Regions from separate parts of the Zea mays genome. Here all the other regions are linked to region 1. A link is a contact called in public Hi-C data. All regions are on one chromosome and are shown on one strand. The core of a region is the stretch at or near the end of the contact, and the rest is flanking DNA. Distances in the headings are between cores, read along the strand shown.

Evidence for each region. A called contact is a pair of places that touch in the nucleus more often than the background predicts.
Region 2: a Hi-C map of ear shows a contact between it and region 1, with 2.7 times the contacts expected there. The contact joins the promoter of LOC100193518 here to the promoter of LOC100284101 in region 1. A contact is called at or near these places in 2 of 25 Hi-C or Micro-C datasets (ear and tassel).
Region 3: a contact with region 1 is called in a Hi-C map of tassel, with 4 times the contacts expected there. The contact joins the promoter of LOC100282013 here to the promoter of LOC100284101 in region 1. A contact is called at or near these places in 2 of 25 Hi-C or Micro-C datasets (ear and tassel).

What each region holds. Positions count from the first base shown.
Region 1 is chr2:80,421,563-80,424,900 of Zm-B73-REFERENCE-NAM-5.0, forward strand. LOC100284101 reads left to right here and starts at 1,517. Exons shown (of 9, transcript NM_001156999.2): 1 at 1,517-1,732; 2 at 1,848-1,991; 3 at 2,130-2,472; 4 at 2,557-2,789. The coding sequence starts at 1,667.
Region 2 is chr2:80,877,052-80,880,389 of Zm-B73-REFERENCE-NAM-5.0, forward strand. LOC100193518 (nucleotide pyrophosphatase/phosphodiesterase) reads left to right here and starts at 1,680. Exons shown (of 13, transcript NM_001138630.1): 1 at 1,680-2,073. The coding sequence starts at 1,903. LOC118476326 (a long non-coding RNA gene) reads right to left here. Exons shown (of 2, transcript XR_004856250.1): 1 at 2,350-3,338; 2 at 1,406-2,210.
Region 3 is chr2:80,000,887-80,004,224 of Zm-B73-REFERENCE-NAM-5.0, forward strand. It overlaps LOC100282013 (60S ribosomal protein L35), which reads left to right and starts at 1,471. Exons shown (of 4, transcript NM_001154926.1): 1 at 1,471-1,637; 2 at 1,702-1,837; 3 at 1,933-2,089. The coding sequence starts at 1,634.

The DNA.
Region 1 (3,338 bases), core at 267-2,766:
TTACAATGGGAATACCTGGCAGCGATGGCGAGGTCGTTGGGCTTCCACGGCTGCAAATCGGCACTGCTTCTGCTACACGGAGCTCGCGACCGATATCCCGTCGACTGGTGGCTCACGATCTTCCGCGCCGCTGCTAGTATGGGGACCTGGCGGCGATGATTGAACAAGATCTTCCGCGCAGCTGCAAGGGGCTCACGATCGCACGGGTGTTAATAAAATTAAGGTGGATGCATATACCAGCAAATTGATGATACAATGGGAATACCTGGCAGCGATGGCGAGGTCGTTGGGCTTCCACGACAGCAAATCGGCACTGCTTCTGCTACGCGGAGCTCGCGACCGATATCCCGTCGGCTGGTGGCTCACGATCTTCCGCGCCGCTGCAAGGGGCTCACGATCGCACGAGGATTTTGGTTGCGGGGCGGGGCGAGACGGATGGGGACGACGTCGGGATGTGATGGAGATGAGCTCTTTGACGGCACAGATGGCGGGTATATCACTGCAATCCATGGCGTGAGAGTTAAGGAGGTGGTAGTTGACGGGGAGAACGGCGTGGGGATCGCGGTCGGAGCGGGATTTGTTTGTTCGCGGCTTGAAGATGAGGATTCGGGGCGCCATGGGAATGCGCGGATATCGGATGAGTCGCGCAGTGCGGGGGAATCGGCGGGGGCGGCTGCGCGATGCGGGCTCGGCTGCGCGCGGCTGCGGGGGCGGGTCGTCTGCGGGGGCTGCTGCGCGGACTCTGCTGCGCGCTGCGCGGGGGCGGGTCGTCTGTGGGGGCTCGTCTGCGCGGGATCGGCTGCGCGATGCGGGCTCGGCTGCGCGCGGCTGCGGGGGCGGGTCGTCTGCGGGGGCTCGTCTGCGCGGGCTCGGCTGCGCGATGCGGGCTCGGCTGCGCGCGGCTGCGGGGGCGGCTCGTCTGCGGGGGCTGCTGCGGGGGCGGGTCGGCTGCGGGAGCTCGTCTGCGCGGGCTCGGCTGCGGGGGCTGCTGCGCGGGCTCGGCTGCGCGTGGGCGGTGCGGGGTCGGATGCGCGCTGCGCGGGAGCGGCTGCGCGCTGCGGGTCGGCTGCGCGTGGGCGGGGTCGTATGCGCGCTGGGCGTCTGCGCGGGGATGGAAATGGACGGTGGTGATTTGGTGGACGTAAATGGACGGTTGGGATATAGGTGGGGGCATGGTTGTGCATGGTCTACACTACCGTCTTAAGAATTAGTAGAGATAAAATATATCATAGTTATATCGTGATATATTTTAAACAATGGTATTATAAACTATAATTTTAACAAACAAAGTTACCAAACAATCCCTTGTCACAAAAACAGAAAAACCCCGCGCCTCTCGCGTCACCCACGCACGCACCCATCCCCATCACGGCCGTCCAGCCTCCGCTCTCCCGTGTTTCATGCCACGGCCCACGGCCCACGGCTCCTGAAGCACTCTTGGCCGCACGTGCCACTGCCCCAACCCGCCGCCGCGCCCGTACCCTTATTTAACCCCGCCGCTGCAGCAGCCGCCATCAACCTTTCCCTCTCCTCTCTGTTTCATCTCGCCAGCTTTGCGGGAAAAGAGACACCAGGGACAAGCCCCGCCTCCTCTCCCGAGTCCTGACGTGCCCCTTTTGCTCCGGCCCCACTTCCTCGCAAAACCCTAACCCCTCGATCTCCCAAGATGGCGTCGCAGCCGCCGCCCCCTGCCGCAGCCGCGGCATCTGGAGCTCCGCCGCCGGCACAAGTGGTAAGCTCACCGTCCCCCGATCCGGCCGCCGCCGGGGCCGACCTCGCCCGCTGGATCCGCGCTGACTCGATTCGTGCACCGTGCTTGGCCGCGGCCCTCCTCTTGTTATGTGCAGGTGGGCAACGCCTTCGTGCATCAGTACTACAACATCTTGCACCAGTCGCCGGAGCTCGTCTACCGCTTCTACCAGGAGGCCAGCTGCCTCGGGCGCCCCGCCGGCACCGGTGCCGACGGCATGGACACGGTCACCACCATGGACGTAAGTTCCTCGCCCACGCGCGTCTCTTACTCCCCCGCGGACCAGATCTGGTCGCCCCAGGCCTAATTCTCACCGCAATGGAGTGGTTTTGGGGTGGCGTGTGCCTCTGATTGCGTGTATGCGCGTCTGATTCTGCAGGCGATTAACGACAAGATCGTGTCCATGGGTATCGACCGGGCGGAGATCAAGGCGGTGGACGCGCAGGAATCGCTCTGTGGCGGCGTCAGCGTGCTCGTCATGGGTCATCTTACGGGGAGGAACAGCGTCAGCCGCCAGTTCGTGCAGTCCTTCTTCCTCGCGCCGCAGGAGAAGGGCTACTTTGTGCTCAACGACATACTGCGCTACGTTGGGGAGGGGGGAGGGGACGAGGGGGCTGAGAAGCAGCCAGCACCTGAGGTTGCTGCGGACGCGGAGACGACCACCTCTGCCCCTATCCTGGCCAACGGCACTGTCGGAGGAGACGCCACGACTGTTCCTCAGGGTGCGTAGCAGTGTAACATCTTTCAAACTGTTTTGTTGCTGTGATCATGTGTTTGAACCGATTTCTTTCTTTGTCTGTTTGTAGATGCTTCGCCGCAGCCTGAGTGCCAGGTGGCCGAGCCTGCACTTAATCCAAAGGAGGAAGTTCTGAACGGGGAGGTTTGTAACTCGCTAAGTGATGTGGAGAAGCCTGTTGCTGAGGAAACGCCGGTTCCTGATGTCATAAATGAAGTGCCAAATAATGTTGCAGTGGCTCCACCAATTTCATCCCCTCCTGTACCATTGAAGGAGGCACCAAAGAAGTCATATGCTTCAATTGTAAGTTTTCAAAAACCATTCATTTTCTTGTATCATGCTCAACATCATGGAATAAAATCAGTACCATAAGTTGTGCATGCATTTGGTTAACTAGATATGTGCCATTATAATTTTACCTTTTTTGAAACACACCATTACTATTGAAGAAAATATGCCTCTGCTGATGGAATTCTAAATATATTTGAGATATGCCAATATTTACGCCTGGATATGACTTGGTCCTAATGTCAGGCATATGGAGGGGTGCCATATATCCGTATGGACAAGATTACCCCTTCTTATCTCTTGCACTCACTGACATGTGGGGCCCACTCTCCAGCCTTCCTCATAGTCTCCCTCCTTCTCTACCTTTTGTGCTAAAATGCCTTGGGTGGGCTTGGGAAATGCAACTCCCACCTCGCCCGCGCCGCTGCAGCCATGGTTTCTTGCCTCCACTGCCATGGTGGACAATGGAGCTTGAGTGCTGCAGGCCTAGTCCTTCATCTTTGTGGGAGAGGAATCTGTGGCCAAGAACCTCAAGTGCACGATCCCGTGCTCCTACTTGATGAG
Region 2 (3,338 bases), core at 430-2,929, 460 kb after region 1:
AAATATTCAAGGATGTTGTATATGACAAATGGTTTTCAACAAATCAATAATGATTCTATTCCTAGACGACGGTTCTTTTTTTCCCCTGAAAATCGGCATAAGCTAAGCTACATTGTTTTTACATAGTCAGAAATCTGGGCGTGTGCTGTCGGTTCTCATATACCAATTGATTATTTAGCTTTGGCGGTAGGTGGCGGCAAAAAAAAAGTGTCGTTGCTACACGTGAGAGTAGTTGTGATCCAAATAAATAAATACATGTTTATTTAAAAGTTCATGGTAAAACCTGTCTTTGAAAGTACCGATTCACGATAATGCATGAGATCCAAACAACCACCTAGGCTTAGGTTCGGTCTAAACGTCCAGTAGAAGTCGACCGTCCGTCGTATAGTATCGTACAAACAAGTAGCTAGTATTATAAGTTAAATAAATCTTAGCCTACTTATACTTACTACTCTGATTCTTTTTAAAATTTTCTTGTTCTTTTTTCTCATCTTTTACTGCTTTACTCTAATTACTCCTACCTTTTCACTCATAAAGAAAAAAAATAGATTTTACACCTTAAAATCCTACAGCTAAGTTATTCTCCTAAAAAATAGAAGTCCCAATTCTAGACATAATAGTAGGTAAAAAACTATTTTATATAGAAATTTATAGGCTCAAATGTTTGCTCTTATAGGAAATGCTTGATTTACATTTTGGTTGAGTACACCTGACCGCGAGGTAGTTGGGCTGGGTGTGCATGCCGGAAAGGAGATGAGAGTGGGCCCAGGGGTAAAGAATAGGCCCGAGAGCTCTCCCTTCTTTCTTTTCTATTTCTATTTTCTGTTTGCTGTTCTTTTTTCAAATTCAGATTCAATAAAGTTTGAATTTCCAATTCTATTAGAATGCTCAATCAAAGAAAATATCAGCATGCAATGAAAATTCATATATATATATATATATATATATTAGTTGTTTTATAAAGTTAGGAATATATAATTCATGAATGAATAATTCAATCAAACAAATAAATTGGAAGTCTTTCTATTATTTCCTTTGCGAATTTCAAATAAAATTTTAGTTTCAAAATTCAACTTCAGTTTCGAAAGTCAAATATAATTTCTGAAAATCGGCATAAGCTAAATTATTTTTTTAATAGTCAGAAATGTGGCATGTACGTCGTGTGTCATACCAATTATTTGTCTTGTTTGCTACGGCTTGCTGCGACTTTAATGTGGTTGCGGATGTGGCTCTTACAGTATTTTATCTCTACGGATTGCAGGTGCAGCCACAGCTGCTGAACATGCTAGCTTTTACGATTAGGTGGTGATAAAAGAACATGTGTGGTTGCTACACGTGAGAGTAGTTGTGATCCAAATAAATAATTACACAGTAACATGGTATAGAACACCATTGACAGAACACCTACTTAAAAACCATGTTTATTTGAAAGTTCATTGTAAAACCTGTCTTTGAAAGTACCGATTCACGGTAATGAGATCCAAACAACCACATAGGCATAGGCTTAGGTTCGGTGTGAACGTCCAGGAGAAGTCGACCGTCGTATCGTACAAACAATTAGTATTATAAGCTAAACAAACGGCGCGGCCGTACGCGGAATTTCTGGCCATATCCGAAGCATATAACTTCCTTATCTTTATAGATCCTGTACGCGGCCAGCGGCGGAAATCTCTCCGAGAGCCCTCGCGAATTGAAGCTGCTGGGCACGGCTATCTAGCTGTATCGCTCGTCGAGTCAACTCCCCGCGCGCGTCGTCTCGTTCGAGTTCTCTCGCATCTCGATCGGGTGCGCTACACGTAGACGTAGCGTCCGCTGATACATAAACCGCACGGCGGAAGCTGCTCGGTGCTCTCCCTACTAGTTCCAAAAGGAAGCAAGGAAGATAGCATCATCGATCGTGTCATGAGACCGGCGGAAGGCGCGGCGCGGTTGGTTTGCCTGCTCCTGCTCGCCGCCGTGGCCGCGGGGCACGCCGGCGTGCAGCCGCTGGCGCGCATCGCCATCCACCGCGCCCGCTTCGCGCTCGACGCGTCCGCCGCCGTGCGGGCCTCGCCGGAGCTGCTGGGAACCAAGGTACGTAGCTACACATGCCTCTCTGCCGCCCTTAATAATGATGCTTTTGATTCTTTTTTTCGCCCCCCAACATCGCGATCTGCGTGCTTGGAACTGTGCATGCATTATTCTTCCATGTGCCGTCCGTCGTCGGCCTGCTGGAAAAAAAGGCATTTTGTTTGCATTGCGTCGTCAAAAACGAGAGCGTACGTAGAATGACCAAATCAACCGACAAGTTAGCTAGGTAGTGGAAGAATCCTAGCTAGGAGAGAGCATTAATTTGGCAATGTATAGTACCTGTTCCGGTCCCATCAGTCTAAGAGAAAAGGCCGGAACCTAAATCCATCATTCACCATGGACCTCCAAATAAAGGGGATGAAGCTAACTAGATATATAAAGTTCCAGCCAGCCATAGAGATGATTGAACCAACGACTCCCCATCTCCATTGCATGCAGCAGGCTTTCGTGAGCGCAACGCAACGGGCCTTCTTTTGCGTCCACTTGGAGCAGACGCCGTAGTGCCAAGCCATTAGCTAGCCAAATGGCCGGATATGCCGGTTCCGTGATGACCCTTCCCAAGACGACGAGGAGTGAGCTGCTGAGAGGCGTCATCTCAGTAAACTATTTCGAGTCAAACACTTGTGCCAAATTATTAGGGCCATATCGCCTTCAGTATCTCCGCCTCCAGCAGCCAACAAACTTGGACTAGAGAGACTCCATGCTATCATATATGTACAGTACTTGTTTTTAATTTCTGCAAGGAGAAGAGTTCCTAAATAAAATAGGAGCGAGCTGTGTACTTTTGCTTTCAAAAGAACAGCTTAAATAAATCTCTTGCATTGACGCGTTGCTTTCAATCCTTCTTCCTTTACGCACGCACCTTTTTTACGTGTCCAATTGACAATCGCTCCCACAGGTTTCGGTTAACAGAGGGGTCGGTTTTTCCTTTCTTTTTCTTTTACACAGAATTTTCGGTTACCATCCTTCAAAAACCGGACTTCAAAAAACCGAACCGAAAAAAAATCGGTTAACCGAATGCCTGTGTCACCCGGCCTGGTCTAACAAGTTGCAAAATGTATAGACGGATGAACTATCGAATCTATGTGGTATGGTCACACAATGTAGGGTACTACTGATTTTCAATCCTCGCGGCCTTTGTAGATTTGTGTGGTTAAAATGAAACGCAACAGTTTACTGAAATAAAGCAAATGAAAATCAACATAATTCGTTAAAATCAAAAGAGAACGTGAAAACTTTTTTGTTAAGTAAAAATAATAATTATATAC
Region 3 (3,338 bases), core at 221-2,720, 420 kb before region 1:
CTGCACAACGGCTACATAATAAACAATATGCTAACCATATGATAAACAATGTGCTCAACAATATGCTACAAGTATATGCTAACTATATACTCACTAACTTTCGTTCTCCTATAATGACAGGCTGACTTTGGTGCACAAATAGAGGTAGTGAAATCTGTGAAGGATGCACGCTCTGACATCATTACAGTCAAAATCTCACGTCGGCCTTATTTCTCTATATGTTTGGTGTATATATCTTTAAAACAATACACTTTTGTAAAAAATGTAACTATGAATTACGTGGTAGGTAAAGTGGTTCATAATTAACTAAGTTCTTAGTGAATAGTTCTTCGTGGGGATGGATTATTGGACGAGTGGGGAGGCTCAACGGTTACTAAGTAAATAAAAACAATGAAAACAATTACCTCTCGTTCGACTGCGACGGATGGCTCGCGGTGGCGGGGAGCTCGCGGAGGAAGCGCGCGGTGGCGGGGCGCGTGGACTCGCGGCGGTGGCGACGCGCGGAGGAGCTCGCGGCGGCGGGGCGCGCAGAGGAGCTCGCGGCGGCGGCGAGGGCAGTCTGGGCTGCCTCGGCCGGTCGTGGGGGCAGGGCGGTCCGGTGAGAGGAGAGGCGGTGCGGTGAGAGGAGAGAAGAAGCGGTGGCAAGGTGAGGCAAAACAGAGAAGAGAAACGCGGTGAAAGGAAACGGATCGCCAGCGCCATGTCAGATCTCGGTGCGCACGCGGGCTGCCACATCAGCCCTGTCCGCCAGCGCCACGTCAGAGCTCGCCGCCATAGCCTATGGCGCCGAGTTGTGTTACCTCGGCATCATAGGCTATGGCGCCGAGTATCGGGTCCAAATCATGAATTAAGTCCTCCAGGGGTCTAAATGTAATTTTTTGTCACAAAATGGCTAAAAAACAAAAAAAATTCGGTATTCTTGTATTGGTTTGCACGATTTGAACCAATGTGTTGGTTTGTACCTGATATGTTTCTTTTATAAATGGCAAGTGCAAATCAAGGTAATGATGTGTAAACCGTGCAAACCAATATAAGAACGGAGATGTGTAAATGTTTTTAAAAATATCTAGAGAAGATGGACGAGTTGATTTAAATATTATATATTTTTTAAAAATGGTCCTCCTACCTTCGTTTTTATATTTGGTTACACGATTTTTTACAACGACATGTTAGTTTGCACCTGATCAGGTGTGAAATCAGTCTATTTGTGGAAACAACATATAAATGAAGGCAGAAGGACATTTTAAAAATATCTAAACGAGGTGGAAGCATCGATTGAAATATGATATTACACCGATAGGCCATGTTCGTTTGATCTAAAATCATAAGATTAAAGGAGATTGAAAAAAATTGAAGAGGATTTTGACTTGTATGTGATTTGATACCCCCAATCTCAACAGGATTTGCGCGTGGAGGTGTAGGGAAGTAAAACACACATTTTATCGACTCAATGTGCATGAGTCAAGGCCCATTCGGCCCGGCTAGAGCCCACAACAGGTCTAGGGTTTCCTGGTTCTCCCACGGGGTTTCAGGAGACACATATAATCCACACGCCGCCGTCTTTCTAAACTTCGCCATCCATTTTTCATATCCTCACTCGCCGCCGCCGCCGCTCGTCCCTCGCCCCATCGCGATGGGTAAGCACCTCAACTCCTCCTCGCATGTTCTCTCTCATCTGACCTTTCTCTTTTCGGTTCGCAGCCCGGATCAAGGTGCACGAGCTGCGGGGGAAGAGCAAGGCGGATCTGCAAGCGCAGCTTAAGGAGTTTAAGTCGGAGCTCTCCCTGCTACGCGTAGCCAAGGTCACCGGCGGGGCTCCCAACAAGCTCTCCAAGATGTGCGTTGACGGCGCTCGCCCTTGTTCCTCTTTTATCAAACTGGCTTTGCTTCGGACTTAACTTAATCGTGGATCCGTGGTTTCCACTCTTGCAGCAAGGTTGTGCGCACCTCCATCGCGCGCGTGCTGACCGTCATCTCGCAGAAGCAGAAGTCGGCGCTGCGTGAGGCGTACAAGAAGAAGAAGCTGCTCCCGCTCGACCTCCGCCCCAAGAAGACCCGCGCCATCCGCAGGCGCCTCACCAAGCACCAGGTATATGCTCATGTTCCTTGCGTCTACTCTAATTTGTCCGCATTAACGCGTCGTGTTTACATGCTGAAGCTCCTATCTGATTGTTCTACTAGTGCTGTGAGGCTAACTGATAGTTTATGGTCAATATTGATTTTGTACTGTAACTCTTGAGTTGTCGAATTGATCTTGTAGAGTGCGAAGGTGCTTCTTTTAATAAATAACAATAAGCTGTTCAGATGATTCGTATGACATATGCAGACATTCACAAACATAGTCGCAATGTTAGTTTCATAAGTGGATTGTTGAATCAGTATCAGATAGAACTAGCAGGGATTACAGTTCTATTCTTGCCTCTGCTGTTTACTATTTTTGTCTGTCAATGATCACAATGAAGTTATTGTTTGGATAGTGATTCTGTATTGATATCATCTTCATGCAGAGCTAATTGTGCATAGCTTTCATATTTGTTCGTCTTGACTGGAGATAGGTTTATGGTTTAGTTAAATGACCCAATGGGTTGGGGGTTTGTGTTAAGCTTGGTGTTGTCTTCACTGTATAATTGATATTCTGCTCCCATCCATGTCCTTCGTTAATAAATGCTAACATGATTCATTGCATTTGCCATGCAGCATCATATGCTGCCATTGTCAGTCTCAGATTGGTCGATTTGCATGCCATGAGAGCTGATGACTTGGCTATTTGTCTTAATGAATCTCTTTGTGATTGCCATTGTTACTGTCACTCCTTCCACTCGAAACTATAAGATGTTTTGTCTTTTCAAGATACATAGATTTTGCTATGCACTTAGATATACATTACATCTAGATATATAGTAGTATTTAGAAAACATGAAATGTCTAAGGGCTTGTTTGGGAGCAAGTGAAATGAAGGGGATTGAGGGGGCTAGAATCCCTAACTATTTAAAATTGAATAGTAGGGGATTATAACCCCTTCAATACCCTCCATTACCCTTACACCCAAACAAGCCCTAATAGTTTGGAATGGCATAGTAAATTCTAGTCCAATCACCTTAGGTCTAGTTTTCTTATTCTGTAGGGTTTTCATTCCATTTGCTAGTTGTCTATACGTTATTAGTAATGACATGTTTTTGGGGTGATATGTTTTTAGGACAGGAGTAATTCTTTGGTGAATAGAAGGTTGTCTGTTATCTGCACTACTGTAATGTGTACTTTGTAGTTGAACTAATAATTTATCAAGGTATTCATCTTTCTTGGATTGTCTTGTTTACTGACTTGCTGATGTTGTGCAG